3 separate regions of the Mus musculus genome follow, and all the other regions are linked to region 2. The links are chromatin contacts, called in public ChIA-PET and promoter capture Hi-C maps. All regions are on one chromosome and are shown on one strand. The core of a region is the stretch at or near the end of the contact, and the rest is flanking DNA. Distances in the headings are between cores, read along the strand shown.

What was found. Promoter capture Hi-C pulls out the DNA fragments that hold promoters and counts their contacts. ChIA-PET counts read pairs in DNA pulled down with a chosen protein or histone mark.
Region 1: a contact with region 2 is called in an RNA polymerase II ChIA-PET map of effector CD8 T cells, with 6 read pairs. The contact joins the promoter of Napepld here to the promoter of Gsap in region 2. A contact is called at or near these places in 3 of 39 promoter capture datasets (the 3T3-L1 cell line, hematopoietic stem and progenitor cells and liver), 2 of 115 datasets of contacts at active chromatin or transcription factors (effector CD8 T cells and pancreatic cancer cells) and 1 of 9 other capture datasets (liver).
Region 3: a contact with region 2 is called in a promoter capture Hi-C map of liver. The contact joins the promoter of Pmpcb here to the promoter of Gsap in region 2. A contact is called at or near these places in 6 of 39 promoter capture datasets (the 3T3-L1 cell line, the C10 cell line, hippocampal neurons and 1 more) and 1 of 115 datasets of contacts at active chromatin or transcription factors (pancreatic cancer cells).

The regions. Positions count from the first base shown.
Region 1 is chr5:21,699,553-21,704,478 of GRCm38.p6, forward strand. It overlaps Napepld (N-acyl phosphatidylethanolamine phospholipase D), which reads right to left and starts at 1,844. Exons shown (of 5, transcript NM_178728.6): 1 at 1,653-1,844.
Region 2 is chr5:21,183,324-21,187,760 of GRCm38.p6, forward strand. It overlaps Gsap (gamma-secretase activating protein), which reads left to right and starts at 2,944. Exons shown (of 31, transcript NM_175437.3): 1 at 2,944-3,136. The coding sequence starts at 3,040.
Region 3 is chr5:21,733,992-21,738,942 of GRCm38.p6, forward strand. It overlaps Pmpcb (peptidase (mitochondrial processing) beta), which reads left to right and starts at 3,169. Exons shown (of 13, transcript NM_028431.2): 1 at 3,169-3,285; 2 at 4,878-4,951. The coding sequence starts at 3,187. RefSeq lists an enhancer at 1-441.

The sequences.
Region 1 (4,926 bases), core at 594-3,093, 520 kb after region 2:
TGACCTTATGACAGAACCCTTACGTTAAAATGTCTTTAAACAGTCCCACTGAACAAACATTAGAAAACAGTTTTGCATAGGAGGCAACAAAATGAACCAGCCAGTACCCCTAGACCTCCCAGGGACTAAACCACCAACCAAAGAGATCAAATGGAGGGACCCATGACTCCAGCCACATATGCAGCAGAGGATGGCCTAGTTGGTCATCAATGGGAAGAGAGACTCTTGGTCCTGTGAAGGTTCTATGCTCCAGTGTAGGGGAATGTCAGGGCCAGGAAGCGGGAGTGGGTGGGTTGGGGAGCACGGGGAGGAGGGAGGAGATAGGGGGTTTTTGGAGGGGAAACCTGGAAAGGGGATAACATTTGAAATGTAAATAAATATCTAATAAAAATAAAAAATAAAAAATCATCAGTTTTGGAATCAGAATCTGTCTGATCGAGTTTGGAATTGTGGGTGGAAAAGGAAACATGATAAATACACTAGAGATGTTTGTCTCTTGGACACTTGCTATATAATTCGTGAAGGGATGAAGCCTGTAAAAATATTAACAAAATAAAATCTTTGAAAATTATGACTGTATTTCCAATTGACTTACACCCATTTCAAACCCTCGATTCCTCTTAGATTCTGATTTTAAATGCACATTTTTGCCCTAAATCTTTAACAGAGCTAACATTTCCTTACAACAAAAATCAAACTATTTTTTTTAATTAGACTGTTGTAAGATACAAGTAATCACCCTTTTAAAGATTATGTAACTTCTTTCTAAATCATGTTGTTACCACTAACTTCTACCCAATGTGACAAAACAGAACTGTTATACGTCCATCTGTTAATAAAGATGAAAATTATTTCTTAATTTAAGAGAAGTGTGTTGCAAAAGTGGCTTTCTGACTTCATGCTAAGCCAAAACCACCCATGCAAGTCACAGCATAACAACGTATAAACAGCCTACAGTAAGGGCAAAGCAAGAATCCCAGACTTTTTTTTTTTTATGTTGTTGACTTTTCTCAATCCCTTAATGTTTTCTGGGTCTGACTGTTAGTACACATTATCCAGGTTCCACTGGAGACCTTGAACGCATATTCACAACAACCGGGTTCATACCGCGCTCCTTGGGAAGAGGAGTCCATATGAACCGCCATCAAGAATAGCCGATCTAATGAGCAAACACAGTACAAAAGAAAGAAAAGGAAAAAGAAAAGAAAGAAAAAGGTCTATTGCCATCCTTCTCTAATCCCGCCTCGTACTTTTATTCATTCTGTGGTTAAATAAGTTACTCTTACTTTAAGAAAAACGGCAATAATGCTTTGGGGATGGATTTTTTTAGGACATAAATACTACACCGAAGCTGAAATAAGTTGCTCTGAGCAAGTTGTGGACCCCATTCATTTACATACAACCAAATGAAGATACACCCACTTGTATTCCTATCGTGGAGCTGTAACCAGGGAGTCTGCAGCAGGAAGGGTAGATCTTAAATCCCAAATACAGCTACTTCCCTCTGGGCGCCTAAAAACGCGGTGGCTCTTCACGTAAGCGGATCCAGAGATGCAAGCTCCGCAACTCCAGAGGTGCGGTAATTCAAAAGAAGCCTGCCACTCACAAGTGCATCTCCAGGAGGAGGCAGGGCTTGGGTGCTAGAAACCTACTCGAAACCCGCTGCACTTCACCGAGGTATCCGAACAGCCCCAGAAAGGCTGTTCCACGCAGATATCGAGACTAAGGAGCAAACCAACGAAAAGGAACCGCGGTCGCCGAACCGCCTCCCGCGAAGATCCAGGCTAACAGCAGGGAGGCTCACCCGCAGGCGCTCAGGTTCCCGGGAAGGCGGCGCGCTGTATGTGGGCGGGGCCATGCCGGTGGGCGGCGCTGGAAGGCGGGGGGCGGAGTTGGTTAGAGGGCGGGATGAAGCGAGGCTGCTGGACGGAGCGGAAGCTCGAGGGGCGGAGCCATCTTGCGAGGGTGGAGCGAAGGGGCGGGCTCACCTTGCGCGGAGCGCAGGCAGGCGCGCGCTGCGTCGCGTCTCCTCGCCTGAGGGCCTCGGCTCTGCGGGCCCAGCCGCTCTACGCCCTCCTCCCGCGTCTCTCCTCCCTCGGCCCGGCCACCCCAGCTCCGCTGAGGACACCAACAGCTGCACGCAGCGCCTCAGCACGCGCCGCCTCCCCATCTTTGGTGGCGGTCGTCTCTGACCATGCGGTCCCAGGCTGCAGCCGGGTCATACCGGGAGCCACCCCCTGCCTGGCCTTTACCAAGATGGCTGCCCCGGAGGACAGAGGCGCAGAGGCCTCGAGGCCATCTTGGTAAAGTCCGCGCAGCGAGCAGAACTGATACCGCAAAGCTCTCTGACCAGTTTGGCTCCCAGCCTTCCAGGTCACGTGAGCTCATTCCTTGACAGTTGCTAAACCCAGAAGAATCTGGTTGCCCAATGTGCCTGTCGTGGCCCACTATGTACAACAGCACTGACAGTCTTGACTAAAGAGCTCGGTTACAGACACTGATTATATATAGTGAGTACTGAGTATAAATGGCTCCACTACCTTGTGTACTCAGTTACATTTTAAATTATGTCAGCCTTCGGCATATAATGTTCTAAATGTCTGGCTTTTTGAAATCTCAGGATAAGATCAAAACATAAAATTACAATTCTGAAATTCTTAACTGGTTGAAATTATTTCAAGAGATAACTTGCAAAGTCATACAGAATTCAATGGTAAATAGATAGGCTGACAGTTTAAATACTCTTGAAGGTCTTTGTGAGATATATTCATAGACCAGAACTAAATAGATTGTGTCTGAGATTGTGTTAGCAAAAAGAAAAGAAAGACCAGGCATTAGTACAGATACGCTAGGAATATGCAAACCAAACTATAATGCATTTAGAAAGTGACTATAGCTATCTAATACTGCAGGACACTATCGATGTATACTTGATTTCCTCAGGGTAGTTTGCAGTTGTAACTGATTGTTTTCCTTTTGCTAGTTTTAAGTGTAAAACTAGCAAAAGTTTAAAGTTTATTCCTGATAGCTCTTTTGCGCCTGGGTGGGGCTGAATAATTCTCGACATGCATTAGCAAATTTTAAAAAAGAAGGGAAGACACACTTCAAATTCAACCCCAAAGGACAGACTGCTATTACTGCTTCGATTCCTAGCATCCTTGCTAGGGAACTTTAAACATGTCATTTCTTGCCCTTATTCCATCAGTCACTGTGAACACATTTTATATACACAAAAAATGGGTCTGCATTGTCATGCTGTTTGGATAAATTTCTGATACAATAATGCTTAAATCATTTGACTCTTCTAAGAAGAAATATTCTGGGTTTCACAACCACAATAGCATTTTCATACAAAAGTAAAAGGTTTAGTTTGACATGCCGCCATGTTCACAGAGTAGTTACCTCAGCACAAGATATGAGTCTATGAGTCAGAAAATGAAAATGGAGTGCCTCTTAGCATGGTGGAGAGAGGAGTCCTCAGGGAGCTAGTGTTTTAGATAAGCAAGGCCAGTGTGTGTCGGGAAGGATCACAGTATGCAGTAAGGTTTGTTTTCCCAACCCAGCAAACACTACAGAAGTTTCAGAACTATGGAAGAATTCGTTGTTTTCCCTAGAGAAACCAAAGGAAGCAAATCAGTACAACAAATTCTATCCTGCAGAGCAAACCCTCTCCAGTTTGTTCTCCTTCACTTAGGACAGAATGAACATTGCACCCTAAGCGTTTTACTCATGGTTTAATTTTAGACTCTGACCTGCTGAACTGAGTGAGTTTTATTTGCCTTTCCTATTTATGTCTCTCTTAGGAAGTGGAACACTCAGAACGTAAGGCTAACTCTTCGTTTTCTGAATTGCTCATTTTTAATAAAGATGAGTAAATTTACACAAGTCCCTAAAAGTAGCTAATGACCAATGTAATTTTTTTTCCTGAAGGCCAACACTAGAGAATTATTTCTAGAAGACTTTAATATCAGATCTGTATTTATGGAGCTACCAACTCAAAGATTTCCTAACTATTAAAAAATATAGGCAAGGGAAAAAAGAAATCTCAAAGTTGAGTGGGAAAGAGTTGCAGAATGGGGGAAGTGAATTTATTAAAAATATGTTGTATGAAATTCTCAAAGAATTAATAGAAAATTGTTTAAAATATGTAAAACACATGTATACTGCCAAGAGATGACAGGAAGATACTTAGACAACTAAATTCTAATCACTTTTTAAAATTAACTATCTTTGACGTGAGAAAATCTCCCTTCTACCTCCCAAGTACTTAGTCCCAATCCGCCACTGTAGTTGTACTGTTCTGTTCATCTAAAACAACGGGGGTAATTGATAAAGGAGGGGAGGGTGCTGATAACAGTGGCTAGTTGTTCTGTTTTGGACCATTAGTCAGCAACTATTGGCAAAAGCCCATAGTTTCCATTTGTTTCAAGGTTTTTTAAAGAACAGTTTCAACTCTCATAGAAATGCTGCTGCTTTTTATGGTGAAAAAGGAAAAAAAAAAAAAAAAGCACATGAAAATTCACTATCCTAATCACCTGAAATGCACAGTTCAAAAGTGTTGGGGATAGCAAGGGGACTCACCAGGCAAAGGTGCTTGCCATGCAAGCCTGCCAACATAATTCAGCCCCTGAAAGGCAAGAACCAATGACACAGTTCTCCACAAATACACTATGGCACACATGCCCATACACATATCATGCACACATCCAGTAATAATTATTTTTAAAGCATTGTTGAATGGCATTTACTGTGAGCACATACAGACTAGAATATAGCTTTCTTCCCTGCCAAGATCAGACTAGACCAAACTGTGTGGGTCTATCTGTTTCTCCATAAACAGCCATTAAGGAACATTTCTTGTCTTGACTTTTCTCATCTACCTTGGGTTTCCATGTCTCTAGAAAAGCATTGGTACATATCTTCTCA
Region 2 (4,437 bases), core at 1,694-4,193:
CTCTGGGATGGTCCCTTTTGTTACCTGTGCTCACAGATGTGCCAGCACTTCAGAGAAACCAGCTCCCTCCTGGAGGAATTTGGGTATCCCCTTCCCACTTCTATGCTGGAAATGGTGATTAGCTGATCTTCCCTTTTGTTACCTGTGCTCACAGATGTGCCAGCACTTCAGAGAAACCAGCTCCCTCCTGGAGGAATTTGGGTATCCCCTTCCCACTTCTATGCTGGAAATGGTGATTAGCTGATCTTGTCGAGATCTTGTGCAGCCAACCACAGCTGCAGTAAGTCATGAGAGTAGTCATGTCATGTCCAGCCATCCTCACCTCTGGCTTTTCCTCAATGGTCCTTAAGCTTTGGGGAGATAAGAAGTGATCTAGATGTCTCACTTGTAGCCGAGCACGCCACAGACTCTCATTCTCTGCACTTTGATGAGTGTGTGTTTCTGCATTAATCACCATCTACTGCACAAAGAAACTTCTCAGGTGAGGTCAGAGAGTATGGGTATAGCTTAGAAAGCTGTTTGCTACTATGCCATTTAGCAAAATAATGGTAGTAGGTTCATTTATGGGGCCCATGAGCCCCTCAACTTTGCATTCTTGGTTAGATTTACTGTACCCAACATGGATTGCCTGCCGTAGAGACAGAAAGCCATTGGATCCCTTAAAACATTTAGGCCATGATTATACCTGTGTTCAGTGCCTGAAGTATATAATTTTTATGGTTCTAATTTTATCTGATTTTAAGGTCCACCATGGTTTATTTTAAGTTTCTGAATGACCATGGTGATCCATAGCAGCTCTGTGGTACTTGGCTACAGCTTTCCCCCATCTTGGTTATTCTTTCTTGGCCTCTTCACTTTTCTTAAACTTAGTTATTTTCAGTTTCTATACAAGCAAGAGAATCTTAACTTCAGAATTCTTTCTTAGTTCAAATAGTGGAGTGGAACCTTTAAATTGAATATATCTGTTAAATAAGCTATTTCCCATAAATAACCAGCCCATCTTACTTGACAAAAACAAACCTGTAAACATAAAGACTGTAAACTATCAACAGGCTCCATTTGTTATAAAATCTTATAGTGGCTCCTCATGTCTCCAGTATCTTCCCCTGTATCCACAATCAATATTAGCATTAAATTTCTCTTAAAATTATATGCAAGTTATGGTGGTAGTGAGCAATAGAATTCTACTCCAAATTAGCTACTACCTTCCTCTGAGAGATAATCTCTAGAGGAAAATCAAGACTTCTACACTTATCAAGTGTTTTTCAAACTCAGGGGAAACACTTCTGAGCCTTGTTCAGTTCCAAGCCAGAAAACTCTGCCCTCTAAGACAGTTCCTCAGGTAACTCTGGTACCTGCAGTTGTGAAAGCCTAATTTTGAGATGTAAGAGAAAAGCATTTTATAGCCTATTAATACCACTAAGCTACTAATACTACTAATATTTATACTTTCTTCCACGGTGCCCTGTTTGGCCATTGGTGGGACAGAAGAACTATCTCAAGACTCAGATTTGGTTTTTAATCTCAAAAGTCTACCTCAGGTGAAATGAAGTCCATTAGCAATGCCACTCTTGGGTTAAGAAGGTCACTGTGGGCTGTGCTGTAGAGGTTGTGTGGAACCAGGTCTGGGAGCAACTGGAGATTGTTCTAGGTTAGTGGTTCTCAACCAGTGAGTCTCGAAAGGGGTAGGTATTCTCTTTCATGGGGGTTATCTAAGACCTTCAGAAAACACATATTTACATTATGATTCATAACAGTAGCAAAATTACAATTAGGAAGTAACAGTGAAAAACATTTTTGTTTGGTTACAACATGAGGTGTATTAAACATGAGGTGTATTAAACATGAGGTGTATTAAACATGAGGTGTATTAAACATGAGGTGTATTAAACATGAGGTGTATTAAGCATGAGGTGTATTAAACATGAGGTGTATTAAACATGAGGTGTATTAAACATGAGGTGTATTAAACGGTGGCAGCATTAGGAAGGTTCAGAACCACTGAACAGAAGGAAGGTATGAATAACCAGAATCCGTATGAATAGCCAGATTAGTTGGGAGTTCAAGTTCTAGTTACCAGGCACCAGCACTGGGTAAAGACTAGGCAGTGTTCTGCTTTGAGATATGGAGCTGGCTGAGTGTTTGTTTTTGAGATCAGGACTCATTCTCTAGCCCAAGCTGGCCATGACCTCCAAGCTAGTCTCCTAAGTGCAAAGCTGATAGGCATGAGACATTATGTCGGCTAAGGCTATTTCAGTTTTAGCAACAGTAATTACCTGCTGTTGCTGTACAGAACGGATGGCATCTCACAGGGCCAAGTTTATTGAGCACTCCTCAAGCAGAGTAAGCCAGAGTGATAGAACGAAAACACCAGGCGTACTTATAGTGGAATAGATGGACTTGGGAAGGAACCCAAGAAGAATGAACGTGCCTATAGACAAACCTCGTGGGAGGCCACTTGCGGACAAGCCAGCTTCCTCAAGCATGACTGAAAGGTAAAGAGAACCCAGACTGTGCTAAGCTAACCGTCCTTAGTGTCATTTAACAGCACCCTGTAGTTTACCCACTCCCTGCTGCTGTTTATTACCTAAACACTATAGCTGAAACATCACCCTGTGCAGCAGAGCTAAGGAGAATTGGCCCGTATGCCAGCTGCCTTTGTGTAACCTCGAGTCTCCTCAGGTGACCTGGCCCTAGCTAAGTGGCTGCGTGGGGGAATGACCTGGGACTAAAGAAAACCTGCCCTCCGCTTCGCACGGCTGTCCCCAAGTCCAGTCTGGAAGCTGCTGGCTTTGTCACCCCTTCGGGCCCTGCCACAGTTCCCTGCCAGCGCCAGCGGCAGGGGAGGCGTTGTCTCTGGGGTAGGGAGAAGTGCTCCCCGGCGTAGGCCTGGAAGGGGCGGTGCTCGGGATCCTCGGGGCTGGACCGCCCAGAACCCTGAACCGAAAGCAGCCTGGGGAGGCGGGGAGGAAGGAGAGGTGGTTGTAGGCTGAGAGGTGTAAGCCCGCCCGGAATGCCCGCCGCTGCTGCTTGGGAGCCATGGCTCTGCGGCTGGTCACTCACTTCGATGTGCTGGAGGACGTGCTCCCGAGTCTGCTCACACAGGCGGCGACAACGGACGAAGGAGACAGAGCAGGTGCTGGACGCGGGTCCTGGAGGGGGCGGCCGGGGCTGGTCACCCGAAGTCCCATAGAGGCTCTGGGTTGAGGGGGCACCGTCCCTGCGGGCACATCTTGGGGCTGCCCAAGCCTGTGCAATGAGTGGTACCCAATGTGTCACCACAGAGAGGGGAGGGTGGGGTGGAGGTGGCGTAGCGGGATGGTTCCCTCTCGCTTGCCTCCTGGGCTCAGCTAGGATCAGGACAAAGTATAGGGTGACTTAACCAGCATGAATCGTGATGGTCAAAAAAGGACCATTTAAGTATCTTAGCAATTACATTGCTTGCCCCAGCGAGGATGCTGACCATTCTTAGCGTCAATATGTTTTTAAAAAGGAGAGTTCAGTGGTTTAACCTTTTTTCTTTTCTTTTCTCTTCTTTTTGTTAATAAGACGTTTTCTGTGTATCTGTGGAACAATCTGTATCTCTGATGGCTTAGGGGGAATTTCCCATCAGATGTGAGTAGAGAGGGTAGGGTGCTCTTTCAGGCTGCACGCAGGGAACTGAGGGTTCACGGGTTCTAAAGACAAAGCAGCAGCTTGCTCAAGAGCCATCAAGCACTCCCCTAAACCCACCCCACCCCACCTCACCTCACCCCTGCACGGCAAGCAGTACCAAGGCAGGGATATTCAGCTTCCTGCCTTCCCAGGTCAGTTGGAACTTGTTTCTGATGCTTGAGGCTCTTCTGGTGAGGAAGTGGAAAATGACTTTTGTGTGTTCCCAGAATTGATTCACTTAAAAGAAGAGCATCTGTAATTTAAGATATGTTTTTCTTTTCTTTTCTTTTCTTTTCTTTTCTTTTCTTTTCTTTTCTTTTCTTTTCTTTTCTTTTCTTTTTTCTCTCCTCTCCCCTCCCCTCCCCTCCCCTCCCCTCCCCTCCCCTACAGGTGGCTGTAGGATGGAAATGGAGTCAACAACAGCTTGAGGGGGAAGAGGCCAGGTTTCATTATTGTGCCTACTCTTGGTGCTGTGTTGAACTTTGGGAGTATGGTTTCTCCTGAAACAAAATGAGAAAATATTCACAAAAAATCAAAACAGTAACATAAATACTTTAACATCTCTAAATAGTAATTTAAAAGGAAACCATGTATATATTATCCAGCTACAAAGTGAGCAGTAGCAGGACTGTTGAGGGCTTGTGTGTATGCACCTCATGATTCTTCATCTGAGTACCTCGGAGGTCTGAATATTTATAGAGCATTCTTTCCATTTTATTTGTAGCTTTAGACCCATTTTTATCTGAATTTCAAGTGAATAAAAGCATAGGCTCTCTTTTTTCT
Region 3 (4,951 bases), core at 1,919-4,418, 550 kb after region 2:
AATATTCTAGGTCTACCTTAGATTGTATGGAGGCTAGAAGCTTCCAGGACTAGCCCTAGGTTGGCAGACTGAAGCCGTAGGCCTCACAGATAACAATTATCTCAGACAAATAAGTCACAATTTACAGGAAGGAGAGAAGCAATTAATGAGACACATTCACCACCACCTCCCCAAACCAGTAAACAAATGTAATTAAAAAATAGGGCACAGTCTAGGTCCCAAAGGATATCCAAACTATTAAAAAAAATCAAAAGAGCTCACTGAAACTCAGCGGACTACAGGGCAATGGCAGCAGACAGGCACAGCAAGAGAAACCACAGAAACTGGAGAAGCACACAGAGACTTAGCATAAAGCATACAGCTCGAGGTGATGGGGATGTGTGTGGGGGGGTTACAAACGCGAGGTGATGGGGGGGGGGTTACAGCAAAGCCCAAGGAAACCCACAGCTTGAAAAACTAAAAATGAACAAATTCCTTGATGTTTGTGACCTGCCAAAATTAGAAGCTGGGGTTTGGGGGGGAGGTGGCAGGGGAGGGGGGAGGTGGTGGGGGAGGGCGTTTCTAAACAATTTAAGCACATCCACAATGAGCAAGGTCATGGCAGTCATAGCCTTTAGCAAAGGCAAGCTCATCCTACATAGATTTTCTGCTGCATTCTACCAGCTTCTTACAAGAGAGGGAAAGTCCTTGTGCCTTACACTAGTCAATAAAACAGAGAACGAGAAGGAACACTGTTAGACGCCCTACAGGAGCATTCTCCTGAGGCCAAACTGGCTAAGGACAAAACAACAACAAAAATGAGAGAAAAAAATCCTCAGATACATAGATATAAAGTTTCCAAGAGGATCATGGCAAATTCACCAACAGGCTAAACCATGGGGTACCATGACTAAACTGGTGTCATCCCATGGATACAAGGATGGCTTAAATCAGTAAACATATACCTTGTAAAGGCAATATGATGGAAACCACACAACCTTGTCAGTAGATGCAGAAATTCCTTCACGATCCTCCTAGGAACAGAAGGCGCATACTCCAACATAATAAAGACTATAATACAGTCAGTAAGCCTAGAGCTAACATTATACTAAACAGAGAAAAACTGAAAGCATTTCCCTTAAAATCAGAAACGGGGGGCAGGGCCATGGCTCCGTAGTGAACATATTTACTGTACAAATGGAGGGTGGGCAGGGAATCCTCAGAGCAAACCGGCTGGAGAGACGAGCCGTATCAGTGAGCTCAGGTTGAGTGAGAGATTCTGACTCCATGAACAAGGTAGGAGAGTGGTCAAGGATAACTCCCAGCGTTAGCTTGGGACCTTCTCATGTAACGTGCGCGCGCGCGCGCGCGCGTGCACACACACACCACACACACACACCAAACACACGCATTCACGGGTGGTCCTTCCCACCAAAAATATGCACGACACATACATTCAAAAATGGAAAAAGATTTTAAAAGTACAAATGACCAACAAATATTTGAACAAAAAAATGCTCACGACCCACGGCTTTCAGAGAAATGCAAATTCAAACTATGTTGAGATTCCATTTTTTCTAGTTTTTGTTTTGTTTTGTTTTTACTGTCACTGTGATAAAATAACCTGCAGTTCCAGAGGGCTTCCATCCATCCGTGATGGGGAAGGCAGGGCGACAGGAACAGGCGCTATCAAGCTGCATCACAGCTCAGAAACAGGGAGATCGGGAAGTGGGACCAGGCTATGAAACCTCCAGAGTCTGTGCCCAATGCCTTCTACTGTAAGGCTCTACTGCCTAAAGGTTCCACAACCTTCGCAAACAGCGCCGCCAGCTGGAGGGCAGTTGTCTAAACTTCTACACTTAGAATGGCTATCGATAAAATAGCAAGAAGTCAGAGTGGAAAGTCAGAGGCAGGAACCAAAGGTGACATGGAGTTCCTGGTTTGGACGTTTGACTGGTTGTCACCATTACAGCTACAAACTGACAATGAGGCGCCCAAGGGATTTTCCTGTCTTTTTGGCTTTTCGAGACAGGGTTTCTCTGTGTAGCCCTGGCTGTCCTGGAACTCACTTTGTAGACCAGGCTGGCCTTGAACTCTGAAATCCGCCTGCCTCTGCCTCCCGAGTGCTGGGATTAAAGGCGTGCGCCACCACGCCCGGCCCGGATTTTCCTGTCTTGTTGTTAAATGGTGAATAGTTAAAAGAGGAGGCTGGGTGGGAAAAGGATACCTGAACGATAATGTAAATTAGGTATTAGGCAACAAGGGGTCAAGTTAGACAGAACTCCAACTTCTAAAGTTACAGCGCACACTCTTTAGTGTTAAACAGCCTGTTAGGCAGCCAATACCTCAGTTCCCACTGTAAAATTAGCAAAGTAATAGTCGCTTCCTCACAGAAAAGAGCTTGCTAGGGGCTTGCAGGCAGCTCAGCGGGTAAAGTCACTTGCAGTGCAAGCCTGTCCACCTGAGTTCCACCCCCAGAATTCATGCAAAGGTAGAAGGGGCAACTGATTGCATAAAGTTGTCTTCTGACCTCCACAAGCTTGGAGTGGCATGCACCCACCCCCTCCCCATAATAAGTTAAATAAAAAGCTTTAATTTTAAAAAGTGCTTGCTATTTTCGTTAAGCCTCAAACCCTGGGACAATTGGCTAAAGTGGCTATTTGACAAATTTTAGTTTCATTAGAGTGTATGTGGATAAAGAGGCACCCAGGAACGGGTAAGAGCAGTTTGTTTTGGCAGAGCCCTAAGACGTGGAAGTAAATAACATTAAATCATGGTAACAGAATGTAAGATTATGTTTGTAAAGCGTCTGTCTTTTAGTAGCAATCTCGGCAAAGGTATTCCTATGGAATAGAATAAGCAACGCTATAAACATTAGAACAACGAAGACCAACATGATAGATCCTTCAATGTGTCTGTCCCTCCCGCACTGGATCTCTCTGATTAACTCCAACCGCCTGGGGATACATGTTCCGTTCACTTTGTCCCTTGTGTGTCTTGCACATCATTTCTACAGACCTGATTATTTGGAGCGAACTGGGGAGGGAGTCAAAGGGTGAAGGGATTGAGGGTTCTAAGCCCAGACACAGAATCAAAGGAATTTCAGAGACTGCAATTCCTGCTGCCGCCACAGGGTGGAGCCAGCCTCTAGTTCTGGGGCCTGGAGTCATGACCCGGAAGTACATCTCCACTTTCTCCACCGCAGAGATGGCGGCGGCCGCTCTATCCCGGACGCTGTTGCCAGAGGCCCGGCGGCGCCTGTGGGGATTTACACGAAGGCTTCCGCTTCGCCGCGCCGCTGCTCAGGTGAGTCTCGCTCCGCCGTGCCCCGGCGGCTCCCGGTGTGCTTTGGGCCGGGCCTCCGGATCCGCTATCCCGGGGCGCTGCGGCCGGGCGCAGAGGGGGCGGGGCGGCTGCTCCCCCTCCACGCCACCCGCGGGAGGTAAGAAAAGGAGCCGTGGACCCCCAAACCAGACAGCGCCATCCTCAGCCCATGGACACCCAAACCAGACAGCGTCAACCTCAGTTCATCCGAGTTTTATCCCAGCGTTTTCCTTATTTGAGAGTTGTCTTGCTCCAAAGGGATCTCTCTCTCTCTCTGTGTGTGTGTGTGTCTGTCTGTCTGTCTGTTAGTTTGCTATTACCAATGTTATTGTATGTCGGGCTGTTCTCTCTCGAGAAAAGGAAACTAGGACAAGCGCTTTATGAATTTGAAGTTGGGTTTGCTTTTGGTTTTGATATTTTGAGACATCGTTGTTACACAGGGTTTCTCTGTGTAACATCTCTGGCTGTCCTGGATCTTGCCCTGTAGATCGGGCTGGCCTCAGATCCGCCTGCCCCTACACAGTAGGGCACAGTCAGGTCATGGTGTATTATTTGATCAGGGAGCAGAAAGCCTTTGGGTCACAGAAGCAGGACAGTGCGGGCTCGTACACATTTCTTAAGTACCTGTGGCTGTGGCTGTGAAGAAACCACGACCATGGCAACTCTTATAAAGGAAGACACATTAGCTGGGGCTGCTTACAGTTCAGAGGTTTCGTCCATCATCATCAGAGCAGGAAGCATGGCAGAGTGCTGGCAGACGTGGTGGAGAAGGAGCCAAGAGTTCTACATCTGGGTTGGCAAGAGATAGACACAGACAGACAGACAGACAGATAATGGACCTGGCTTGAGCATTTTAAACCCTATAACCCACCCCAGTGGCACACTTCCTCCAACCTTCTAGTAGTCTCTCTCTCTGATGACTAAGTGTTCAAATCTGTGAGCCTCTGTGGTCCATTCCTATTCAAACCACCACTGTGTCTGGCGGTTAGGTCAGTCTCAGGTTTTTGGGTCAGGGTTTAGGAAATACGTTTTTCTCATTTCAATATGAAAACATGAAAAAGCTGCTGAAGCGTCTGTAGTCAAACCAGTTGGCCCGAGAGCCTCTGAAGCATCTGTCCTGTTTCTGTCTGTCCTTTGTGAACAGGAGCATCCCGTCTGTCTCACTTCTACACAGTCAGTTTTGTATTGTTATTTCAGTTTCTTGACTTTTTGTCCTTAGTGAATATGAAGCATCTGTAGGAGAGGTAGCTGAATCAGGGTGCTTGTTGAAGGGTAATGTGCTAACTGCTCCCGTTCTTGGAGAGAAAGGCATGTTCTCTCAAGTGTTGCCTGTTTGACAGAGCGGTTGGTTAAGGAACATTTCCTAGGCTACTGCTAGAGCCCAGTGGAACCAGAACTGGGACCTCATTCTCCGCGCTTTCTGCCAATGACACACACACACAGACACACATAGCAGATTACATCCACCCCGGGCTAGGAAAGTGGTTTTGGAATGAGTCTGTTTGAGGTTGTTTTGTTTGACACTGAACACCAGGACAGTAATGTTTTCTCTCTTTCCCTCCTCCTCCCGTCAGCCGTTGTACTTTGGAGGGGACCGACTAAGAAGCACACAGGCTGCCCCACAGGTTGTGCTGAATGTCCCCGAGAC